2 separate regions of the Anas platyrhynchos genome follow, and region 1 is linked to region 2. Evidence: chromatin contacts called from public Hi-C data. All regions are on one chromosome and are shown on one strand. Each heading gives the region's core, a stretch centred on a gene start, on an enhancer-like site or on the middle of the called end of the contact. The rest is flanking DNA. Distances are from core to core; before and after follow the strand shown.

Region 1 (5,897 bases), core at 2,058-4,557, 110 kb before region 2:
CGCTTTGAACTTTATTTTTGTTAATATTCCTCATACAAAGGAAAACCATGTGCTGCATTCTCAATTATCATAATTTTACATGATGAAAAGCAAGGAGAAAACTACCACATTTCTGATAAAAAGCAGAAAAACAAACATTAATATAGGCCATTATATGTGTGTGACAGTCTCTTCTCCTTGAGGAGAGACAAACTCTTTGCCTTTGAAGATACATTAAGCCACAAGCAGTCACAGCTACAAAACATTGCATTTATTTTTAAAAAGCCAGCTTAAAGTACATACATCCACATGGCAGCTATGCTAGCAGGAAAGAGGTATATTTTAAAGCACAGCAGTTAGGACTTCGGTTTCATTAAAAACTGATGACATTCAGAGGAAAAATAGACACCGATTCAGAGCTCTTCTACTAAGTGTCTGCTAGTCCAGATGCTTCAAGTCTGGCCTTTGTGAGTTTGCAGATTTGGAAAGTACAGGGCCAGCAGTTCTGGAGGGCAGATTTCCCTGTATTTATTATCCTGTTAATCAAAGGCCCTCATCTCATCCATGGTGACCATCATCAGGGGCTGCGGTAATTGCCTTCAGGGACACATCACTGCCCAAGAGAAAAGGATTGCAGCAAAACTATACGTAGGCAGAGGGAGCTGTAACCATCCTCCTAGCAGAGCTTCCCAACTCTTCACACACATTTCTGCCTCCTCTTGCACCCAGGCTTCAGAGATTTTTCTAAGAGTGTTAAAATATTTTGATGTAAATGAGGCCTCTGAATGAGGTCAGCCAGTGCCCAGAGCTGCTCCTCATGCCATTACTAAAGAATCAGAGATATTTAATCTGGCACAGCAAGGCAGCTAAAGGGCAAATGGCTCTTTTACAATAAACAGGCTAATTAGAGAGGCTTGGGCAGCCAACCCAGCAGACCACTAGCTGGTTTTCAGCTTGCTCAGCAATGTGGTCTAGTTCACACAAGCCACATGTGTGCTAGTGCTGGCAGAGAGCAGAAGGTGAAGAAAGATCTCCCTGTTGTGCAAAGCGCTGATTTACACCAGACAAAAGTGATTGTGGGATATATACACCAAGACAAGGTCCCTGAGCACCTCAATGTCTGCAGTGTGCTTACCCTCATCCATAACCCACATCATATAGTAACCCTATTTTCATTGAACCATGACCTTGTGCAATTCCTTTTCTTTTTAGATTGTACCTCTCCCTCCACCACCAATAAGTTATAACTGATAACTAACCTTAGCCAGATCTGACAGAGCAGCAGACATCTCAGACAGATGGTTCCTCAAAACACCAGGAAAGAATCTGGAGAGAGAAGGGAGGCCAGCATTAATGCCCTCATAGAGGCAGTTACACCAGAAGGGCTGGTCAATGTATTCTAGCTAACCCTGGATGTATCAAGGACTAGTTTGTTTCTTACCTGATGGACAACATAGGGCCAGAGGTATTCTAGTGCTGGAAGTGGATGGGCAGGGCATAATGTTAAATGAACAGAACACACTCATATATATTATATATATTATATAATGTGGCTGAGGCACAGCAGACTAAGACCAACAGCACTTGACCTATCATTGTCAACAACAGCAAAACTTGAAACCATGTCAGAAAATAAAGTAATATTAAGAAGAAAGCCACTTTGTTGAAAATACTTCATCAGATAAATAATTCTGATGTATTGAATATTACTCTCTGAATAAATTCAGTGCTTATTCCAAGGCAAAATATTTTACTAGAGTGCTTTTATTTTTCCCTACTTTTCTTTTTTTTTTTTTCCTATAGCGTACCTTGAAAAAAAATGCAAATTTTCCCACCCCTTAACTAAAAGAACTCTCAAGTTTTTCCCTCAGCCCACATGTCACTAACAAGGTGACACTTTTGCACCCATTTTTGCACTACAATTAAAGAACATAATTTATTGCTTGTTAAATACATATGGTGGAGACATTGGTAGTATCTACAGTAAGACTATATCATATCATGTCTATTTTTAAGTTTACTACAGTATAGTATCCTGTTAGAAAGCTGATTATGTAAAACAAGCATTTTATCTTGGAATGAAAGCTGTCTCTTGATTTTAATTAATCAGAGCAAGTTTTCCAGTTCAGGAGCATGTCCTGGCACGGTGAGGGTTCAGAAAAGTTCAATTTCACAAAGCTAAAGAAAAGAAGTGGTTCTGAATATTGCTGCCAGATTTTAACCCTTTGGATAAATATTGCTTAAAACTGTTCCTTGCAATGTTTGTTCCATCCTCTACAGGATCAAAGTTATGCCTTGCTGTCCTGGTCCATGGATAAGAGACACTTTCGAAGTAAATCACAGATTTCTTCCAGCCTTAGTCATTCCCATCATCTGTGGGTCAGTTGGACATGTCCAGACATTCATTCTAGCAATGAATCAACACATGAAGAGGTCTTGCAATCTGGTGTGCAAGTGCAGGTGAAAAGTACTGCATATAACTCCTCGTGATTTAGACAAATGTTTAGACTGATATGAAACAAATTTTTTTATTTATGTTTTGGACATTTTTTTAAATCCCTTTAAAATGAGGAAATTATGATGCAAAGTTTGAAATGCATTTCACTTGGATTTAATAAATGATTTTCTTTCTACTTTTAAAGATATTTAGTCAGCTTTTTCTTCCTTTATTTTTTTTTACCAGGCTGAACCATTTGGTGAAATCTAAAGTATTTCATAAACTGCTGTGATCATGCTAAAGCTTCTTATTTCAGAGAAAAAAAAAAAAAGAAAAAAAAAAAAAAAAAACATCCAGATGAAATGCTGTGCAGCAGAATTCCCATCAATCATACTTGCAGGGAGTATGATCTGAAAGGAGTGTCTTCCTTTTCCCCTCCCTCCCTGCCTCTATTGCCTCTAGATGTTCTTTTGAGGAATTTCTTATCTGCAAACTAAGATACAGTCAAGTCGCAGTTTTCCTTAAGGAAAGAGGCCCTCTGCCTCTTTTATTTTTCTTTCAAGGTGAGATGAAATAGCTCAGGGATTCTGACAAGTTAGCACAGTTAGCACTGAAACCTTTTGTCCCGCTGAGGTTTTAAAATGTGGATGCAATCGGGAGTGTCCAAACACGGCAAGGGAGCCTGCTGCCCTTCTGCCTGGGATCAAACCATAAAAGCTGACTGTATTCCTAGAAAACCTATTCTCCCCAAACCTGCTTCTCTCTGCAGAAGTCTGACTCTCTGAGGGGCCAGATTTCTGACCTCAAAGAAGAGAGCAGGAGGAGAAAGGCGGTGCCCTGTGGTGGAGGGGAAGGGCAGCAGCGTAAGCCTGTCCCCCCGCCAAGCATTCCCATTACAGATGTGTGGGTGGGGATGAGCTATGTGGCAAGCAAGCCTTGACTTCCTCAACCCTGCCTCACAGCTCATTTCCCACCCTCATTTTCCGTTCCTTGAGTGCTCTCCCACCCGGGTGTGGAGAGGAGCATGGGCACGGTGGCCACCGGATGGTCTCTGAGGGGCATGAGGATTACATTAATCAGCAATGGAAACTTCAGACCTTTTGCACTCTAATTCTTTTATTCTTGACACACTCTGCATTGTTTCTGACTTGCTTTAAAAAATATTAGGTGAAAAGCAGTGAATATGCAAATCTTTGTGAATATGCTGAAAAGCATATCTTTCATTTTCTTCACAGCAGGACGTTGAAAAAGACCACTCAAAAATACCTGTTTCATTTTATCAGTTGTAATTGTTGAAAACTGTTTCAGCTGACCCAAAGAGTGTTCAACAATATTTGATTTATTCCTCCGGAACGTTTTTTAAACCCCAAAGAAAAAAAAAATAAAAAAGAAAAAAAAAAAAGAAACAGAAGTAGAGAAGTAGAGACACTTAACCCAGCAGGCTGGAGAGCATTGTCTGACTTTCTCAGTCTGCCGAAAGGCGTTGCTGCTGTGGAGCATGCAGGCTGAGGACACTAGATGGTCCCTGTGATCCAGTTTTGCACTTCAGAGCAGTCAGAGCTGACGCGGCCAAGTACAATTATGGTATGTCCTTGCAGCCAGGGGGAAAAAAACAATGTTGGCGATCTGAAGTTACCACCCAGAACCACATCAAGAACTGCAAAAGTAACCATGATGGCTTTCTCAGCCTTTAAAATGAGGGAGCGACGTGGCACTCTCAGTCTCCCAGACAGAGCAACGCAGTCCTTTGGAAAGTTCCTCAAAAACAATTGGCCAGAAGTTTTTCTCTGAGTTTGGATACACCCTGTAATACAGAGCGGTTGCTATACTGAAAAAGACTAGATGAAAAAGAGAGTTAAAAATAAAGCAGAGAGGTTTTGAAAATAATGGTATGCTTTTTTTTTTTCCACCCTAAATAAGTTTGAGGTTGTGCTGCACAAACCCACAAACCTAACATTTATAAAAGAAAGTCGCTGCCTCTCATCTTTCTTTTTTTTTTTTTTTTTTAATTAAAAGTATGGTATTCATGAAACAATCAATTAAACCTAATTTATTATGCAAATAGTCTTTGGGACATATTTTCAAGACAGATTAATTTGTGGAGGTCCGCTCAAGATTTAGAACATTTTTTGCTGATATCACCACTTTTTCACTATGTGAGAAGTTAGAAAAGATTGCTATTTTTTAAAGTGATAGTCCTTATAATAATTAGATACCTTCTGCTTTGAAAGCCATGCTCTAAATCTGATGCATTGTAAGTTTGCAGCCACTTCCAATGACTTTAAATGGTTAATGAGGACTAGGTATCCTAATTCAACCCTTGCTGAAGTTTTGTGGATACGCCAAAGTGGGTCCCATCAAAGCTAAATGGGTCACCACGAAAATTAAAGGAAAAATGTCAAGCAGGAGGAGCCTGGAAAGCAGTGGAAAAGTCTGCTGCCTTGCTGCTTGGAAAGTAAAAGAAGCTGTAAAAGAAGCTGTAAATTATACAAATATGCATCTGATCTTATCAGTAAAAGAAAATTTGCTATAAATGCAAGTCCACCCTTATCTTGTGTGTGAGTGAGGGGAGTCAGGGAGTGAAGCGAAACACTTTTCTTCCCATGAGCTGTGAGCACCAAGACCTCAGAGCTGGGTGAATGGTGCAGTCAGCCTCTCCTGCAGCCTGTCCCTCCCCTTCTGTCCTGCCTCCCTGCCTGCAACTGGGCCAGCTCCCCACTCCATGGACACGCTGGTCTTCCTCTGTCTGGAAGGGAGGAGGACTGGGCACCCGCCATGAGAGCTGGCTCCAAAATCTTGGATTTCCTTGGATGCTAGCGGTGGCCAACGTGGATAATTTTGGGAAGTGCCAGGGACAGAGGAGAGCATCACCTGGAAAGAGCTGCACTGTTTCTCCACAACATCCCTCACTGGCAGTCAGGACAGTGATCCCAACTGGGATGCCTATGCCATACACCTCACCGAAAGGTGCCTGCAACAGGATGGGTACCTGAGATTTCCTAACAAACACGATCAGAACAAAGGAAGGTCCTGTGGGAAGGAGAGATCGCTTTGGTTTGAATTATGCCTTTGCATGCCAGAAAACTGGAGAATATAGGCTGTGTCCTGCCTTCCTTGTGTGATGTCTTCACAAAATGCACAGTGACAACGAATAACCCATATCTGGGAGATCTTCCTCAGACTGCAGTTTTGCTCAAATTGTATATGATATTATTTCTTGTTGCAGTCCTGTGACTGTAGCCTGTTACTCCCTCTGTCCCGTGTCATTTTCCCCATATTGTTTTCTCTCACACTACCTCAGCCCCTCTGCAGCAGAAGACTTGTCTTCTCTGCTCACTTCTCATACCTTCCATCAGCTCACTCTTCTCTTTTGCTAACAAGCTGTCTTTCTGTACCTTCCTTCCCTGAATCATGTCTCCATCATCATATTCTTATAAGGGTGATTCGTGACCCTCCGGATCCCTGATGCTTTCTCACATCT
Region 2 (6,274 bases), core at 2,458-4,957:
ATCAGCTCATTAAAAAAGCATTAATTTTCTGCATTGCTCCCATATAAATCTCAGGTGCAATCCAAATGCAATCTACAGCGCATAAGCAAAGACCTTCCACAGAAATGGCTGTATTTCTGCATTCCTAGGCTTGAATAAATCAGTCCTTTCCTGGAAAATAGGTGGTTGAATGCAGGTATTGCATGAGCAAAATTCCCTAAACATGGTTCCAGGTTGAAGTATATCCTGAGCAGGAGGCAATGGCTCTCATTAACCCAAAGAAAAGCTTCCAAATAAATGCGACAGATGAATGCCCTTTTGAAAACAAGCAATTGAAATACATAGAATTTAATATAATAATTATTTCATTGTCAACACCATTTAGAAACACATATATATTTTGTTTTCTCTTACTACAGAAATCGTTTTTTTGTGTGAAATGAAACACGTTTTCCTAAATGCCAATTTTAAGACCCTTAGTAAACACCAGCAAGTGATCCTTCACCATTTCCACAAGGGCAGTGCACCACCTATTGGCTTAGACGGTAATCACCGACCTCTAAAGGGCATTCTTGTTGGTACTTGAATTCAGTGAGGGATCTTTCACTGCCGTGGTTACTCTTGAAATCTCCTGAGCCCTGCGTCACCAAGAACATCCCAAGGGCTATTTCTGCAAAATATCAGTGCCACAACTCTTTCTGAAAATCAACTGCGTTATCAGAAATATGTCCATCCACACCAGGAAAGCTCCCAGCAGCAAAGTGCAGTCTCACTCAGGGTAGAAAGGAATCCAGATGAGAATAATTTTGTCTTTTAGTTGCTGATTTCTATGAATCCAAAATAGGAGAAGCAAATTCATCCAATTGATAGTTTCCTGATGAATTAAATGCTTGTGAAGATATTTTCTGTAACTTACCTGTCGGTTTCCTGCACCCATCTCTGTGCAATGATACTGCTGTTTAAGCAGACTCTGCCATTTCAGGCATGAAGTCTGTTCAGTAATGATCTGGAACAGGTAAGAGCAAAGAGAATTTAAGAGGACTTACAGAGGAATTGCAGAACTGGGCTCCTTCTGTTTGTCCAGACCCCCAATACATCTATGAGGTTCATAAGGACACGGGGAAGGGAAAGGAACAAAATCCAAGATGAAACCTCATAGGCAGCTCTTTCTTCTTTTCCATCTTCCTGGCAAGTTGCTAGGTGCTTACCCAACTCCCATGGTCAGGGCCCTGGTCTTTGAGTGTACCTTGTGTTTTCAAAGGAGAAAATCAGTTGGAGAGAGGGGAGTTTTCCTCTCCATTTTGAAGCTGTTTTGCACTCCTCTGCAACTTTGAGGACATAAAGCAAACTTGTGAAAAACAGGAGGTGTTTTTAAATCTTGTGCCTTGCTTGTAGAGTGGAAGCACACTGTCAAAGGCAACAGACCAGACCAAAGACCTCCGCCGGTTTTATTAGCTGCTCTTTTGCACCTAGGTCAAGGCCAGCATTTTTTCTTAGCTATGGGTACACCTCTCCACCAGCTAAATGTCTGCCTTCAAGCTGACAGTATTCTAAACTTTTTGCCTTCTGCTTTGAAAACACTCCCTGATATCCCTCAACCTCTCAACCTCCTCCTTGAGTTCTGCCACGAGGCGGAACAGGTCATCCACCTGCTCACACCACTCCCTTCTCACGCGCCATGCCCTGTTTGCCCGTCCTGGTCACCACACTCCCTAGGGGCAGCTTTTGAACGGCTGGGGAGGGGGCACTGCTGGATCTGCCTACACCTCCTTCTCGCCTTGTTCACCTCCCTGGTGGCTCCCTCAAGTGGGCTCCGTGAGGGAAAAATTAGCCCTGCCTGTCCGATGCCCCGCTCCACTGCAGAACGTGTCTGCCCCGGAGCCGATCGCCTCAGCGAGCGTTCTCTTCCAACGTTAGAGAAAGGAAGACATCTCAGAAAGATTAAATTCTTGCACATAGCATGAAAATACACAGATGGGCAGAGGAGAGAGAGCCTTATCAGTTTTCTCTGTGAGAAAGGTCTGACAATTATAAAATGGAAATGGGAAAGAGTGGATTCAACGCGTAAGAATTTGTTCTGTTCCTAGGCCTTAGGGAAAGGAAGATTCTGTTAGTGAAGCATCTCAATACAAGTGGTTTTAAAGCATAAACAAGGACATTGAAAGAAAGAATTAGATCCATCTGCCTCTCATTAGAGCAATTTTTAAAGTGTGTCCTGCCCAGGACATTCAAAGCTGGAAGCAGACAATTACAGCTGCCTGATGGAGTCCAACTCACTAGGCTTTCACACACATCTTACGGGAATGGCATAACTACTCGGCTGCCTGTTAACTCCTAAATGAAATAAATCTTTGCTAAGCCTGGGGTGCATAGGAGCCTGTGCTGATATTTAGAGTGTATGCTTCCATTTTAATGTCACAAAACCTCTTAGACTTGTGGGAGCTCACAGCAACCCAACAAAGCACCATATAGACAAACAGATATGGCGGAATAGTGTGAACCCTAAGGGCTACTCTGTGGTATTTTGCTTAAATTACATTATTTCAAGGTAATTCCATCTTTAAATAATGACTCATGGAAATATTCTAGTCCATTGCTGACACTTGAGAAAACTAGAGTTTTAATGAGCCCAAGGTTAATATAGAGATATGTTTTCCAGTGTTAGAATTATAATCCTAATATTTTTAAAAAAATCATCCTAAAATAAAATTACCTTCCTAAAAACACTGACTCCAAGATCAAGAAGTAAGTCCTAGTAAACTATAGACTAAACTATGGACTATTTCAAGCTGCTGAAACTACCTTCACAATACAATATTTCCTTGTAGTAGATTATTTCTTATATCTCGGTCATTTCATGTTTAAATGCAAAAGCTACTCAAAAGCACACTGCAAAGTCTAATGAGAAATTAAATTGCAAAAGAAATAATATCATTCTTAGTGGAGAAATAAGACTGGCTGGCAGGTTCTCACTATTAGTAGTGGGAAAAGAGCCCTGCTCCAAAGGCCTGATCTTTCACTACCAAAATCAGTTGATGTTGTGTATATATTCTTACCCAACCTCAGGCAAACACGTCCAGTTCCATCAAATTTCACTCATTTAAAGAAACAGGGGAAAGTAGCCATAACTCTAGAGATCCAGAGTTACATCATGTTCAGGGGAAATGCGTTTCTAGATATAGCTTTTTAAAACTGATTTCTTCCATTTCTAAATGGGAGAAAATCACAATATCAAGTGACTACACATTAATTTTTCAGAAAAAGCAGACCTGACAAGATACAGAATAATTTCCAAGAAGTGTATTTTTTCATTGGTGTTCATAACAGTCAATTATAATTTTTAATCTACAGCAAAGCTTGGAGTTTTCCATTTCAGCTTTTGTCCCATAAAGTAGTCAGACCTTCTCATCTGTACGTTTGCTTATAAATTATAAATTCCATAGCTCATTCATGAAATACATAACAGTTTGACAGTCACCCAGCTCCGCTGCCTGAAATACTGCCAGATAACAAGCACGGAGGGCAGACTGTTGCATGAGGACAGCTTAAAAGTTGCTCTGTGGACCTGAGATGTTCTCCACGGCCAGCCAAAGGAATGCTGTGCTGCCTCTCTCCAGCAATATTTAATAACCTGGTCAAGTATTTGTCAAGCACCATAGGTATAGGTCATATTCTGGTTTCTGTTTAGGCAACGTTCTGAAACACTGAACTGCACAAAAGTGGTGGCAGTTATACATGAGTGAAACCTCTTGGCCAGCTCTGGGGTCTGAACTTTTTTCCAAATTCTCAAAGGCAGTAGATGTTGCTTCATTTATCATTAATACTTAGATTGTCCTTGATTTTCTTTAACCAAACCTCTTTTATAACATTGAAGTTTGCCTCTGTCCATTTTCAGGGACCACAGTATTTATTTTCCTTGGCTACCCTGGTGTCTCAGGCATTACTGCAAGCAGTAACATTTACTGTGCTTCTTGTCTTCTTTTCTAAAAGAAAATCTTTGCCTTCTTGTTCTGTTGAGGGATTTTTGAAACAGCAAAGATCCCACAGCTTGCTGCAGCTGAGCAAACCAAGCTACCAGGGCAACTATGAGAAGTTCCCATGACAGTGTTCCCACATCACCCAATTGAGGAATTTAGAAAAATATTGTTACCAGCAGCTGGCTTCAAGGACAAGGTCTACGTGACTGCTAATCACAAGGGGGTTGCTTTCTTGCAGGTGGGGTTGTTTTCTTGTAGTTGTTTGAGTGCTTTTGACCAATAATCTTGTGTTAGACACTGTCCGCCCCTGTTAAGTTCTCTATAAAAGTTAGGCTATTCGGGCAATAAAATGGAGCATGATCTGACCATACTAGTGTCTGTCGTGCTCTCGGCCATTCTTCCTGCAACATATGGCACCCGAACAGGCTGAGACCCGAACAGGCTGAGAGACCTGAGAGACGCTGAGAGATCTGACCGATGCTGAGAGAAACAGAGAGACTTCGGAGACACGGAGAGCCCTGAGAGACGCTGAGAGAAGCTGAGACCTGAGAGACGCTGAGAGACCCGACAGACGCTGAGAGACCTGAGACACACGGAGAGACTTCAGAGGCACGGAGAGCCCTGAGAGACGCTTCAGAGACACGGACAGCCCTGAGAGCCACGGAGAGCCCTGACAAAAAGCCTGAGGGACACTGAGAAACTCCAAGCACCGACCCGGACAAAGGAATTGTGGTGAGACAAATTGCGGGAACAGAGAAGTCGCGGGCGGGACCCGGGGGGTAAAATCGCGGTCACAGGCGGGGAGAAAGGAGTGGCGGTGGGACGCGGGGCATCCCGGATCGAGTTGCTGCGGGACACCAGAGGCGGCAGGGGACAGCGTGAGGCGGCCGCCACCGTGTGGCGAGCTGTCCCAGCAGCAGGGCGGGGGTCGCGACCCCGCAGCCGGTCTGACGCGACCATGGAGGCGGAGGCGGCTGTGCAGCTCCTCTCTGGCATTCTGGCTGCGAGAGGCGTATCTTGCAGCGCGAAAAAGATCAAATCCCTGGTGCAATGGGCCCAGAAGGAGGGTTTTCTAAAGGAAAGCCCTCTAAGCTTTAGCCCAGATGAGTGGAAGCTGGTAGGAGATCGGTTATGGCACACAACCACCACGAGTGGAAAGTTCAATAAAGATCTATGTATGACCTGGCGAGCAGTGATGGATGCGCTGTGCGGTCTGAAGGCCGAATGCCAGGTGGTAACGGCGACGACGCAAGCTTTGTCACTACCATCCGGGGCCGACAAAACGTCAACTACAAAATCTGACAACTCAGGACCATGCCTGTCACTATTGTTTCCATCGGTTCCTGCACCCATGCCGGTTCGGGGTATGACCTCTTCAATAAAGGAATCAGCGGCAGCCATAATTAAGGGACTATCCGAGCACGGTGCAGATGTGGCCTGCGAATTGCCCTCTTCACCTCCCACTCCAGAAAATCTTGACACGGTGCCCCCAGCATCCATGCCGCTGCCAGGAACCAATAAATCCACCCAAGATGCTTCTCCCTCATTATCCACCGCCCCAACTCCACCAGCACCGATACCAAATAGGTGGTCTGGAGTCATACGTGATGCCATTATAGAGGGAGAGTGGCGTGCTGCATCTTTGGCATGCCCAGATGTTATGGTCCCTGTGCAAGGCACCGGGTCGTGGCAACCGCATGATTGGAAGATTTTACGACAAGCTAGAAAAATAGTTATGGACTACGGCTTACAGTCCCAGGCGGCACAACAGATAGTTCAATGGATTTTCCAGTCAGACTTAATGTGTCCACTTGACTGTCAAAACTTGGCACGTTTGTTGTTAACTCCTTCCCAACTGTTGCTCTTTGAAAGGGAATGGCTACGGTTGGCACAGGCAGAAGTGAGTCGACTGCGTCAACCAGGGGACCCTCTGTACGGCATTACTGCTGAAATGTTAACGGGGACAGGTCCATACTTCAATCCCCAAGTTCAGCTGCAGTTCCCTGCGATTTTTCACCAAACAGCTGCACAGCTCGCACTACAGGCTCTTCTTGCCCTTCCAGAAGAAAAGAAATCACCTCCCTTTGCATCAGTTCAACAGGCCCAAGGCGAACCTTATGCAAAATTTATCGATCGGTTGTGGGCAGCAATCATAGATCATCCGGACTTAACATCGGAGTCAAGAAAGATCATGTTTAAAATGCTTGCTTTCGACAACGCGAACGCAAAAACCCAAAATATCCTAGCCACGCTACCGAGAACCGCAACTGTAGAAGAAATGTTGGAGAGAGTCGAACGAGTCAGTCAGTCCAAGCAAG

What was found. Hi-C and Micro-C count contacts between places; a contact is called where the count stands out from the background.
Region 1: a Hi-C map of subcutaneous adipose tissue shows a contact between it and region 2, with 4 times the contacts expected there. The contact joins the enhancer-like site here to the promoter of LOC140001606 in region 2. A contact is called at or near these places in 4 of 8 Hi-C or Micro-C datasets (F1 follicle, skeletal muscle and subcutaneous adipose tissue).

What each region holds. Positions count from the first base shown.
Region 1 is chr2:134,303,216-134,309,112 of IASCAAS_PekinDuck_T2T, reverse strand. No RefSeq gene overlaps it. Among named protein-coding and RNA genes, the nearest start is that of COL1A2, 65 kb to the right of the region's middle. Within about 2 kb of position 3,307, at least 5 of the 8 cell types and tissues checked have an H3K27ac peak or open chromatin away from gene starts, as enhancers often do. A contact at or near this core is called in subcutaneous adipose tissue, where this site is marked.
Region 2 is chr2:134,194,611-134,200,884 of IASCAAS_PekinDuck_T2T, reverse strand. LOC140001606 (endogenous retrovirus group K member 5 Gag polyprotein-like) reads left to right here and starts at 3,707. Exons shown (of 2, transcript XM_072033629.1): 1 at 3,707-4,688; 2 at 5,150-6,274. The coding sequence starts at 5,152.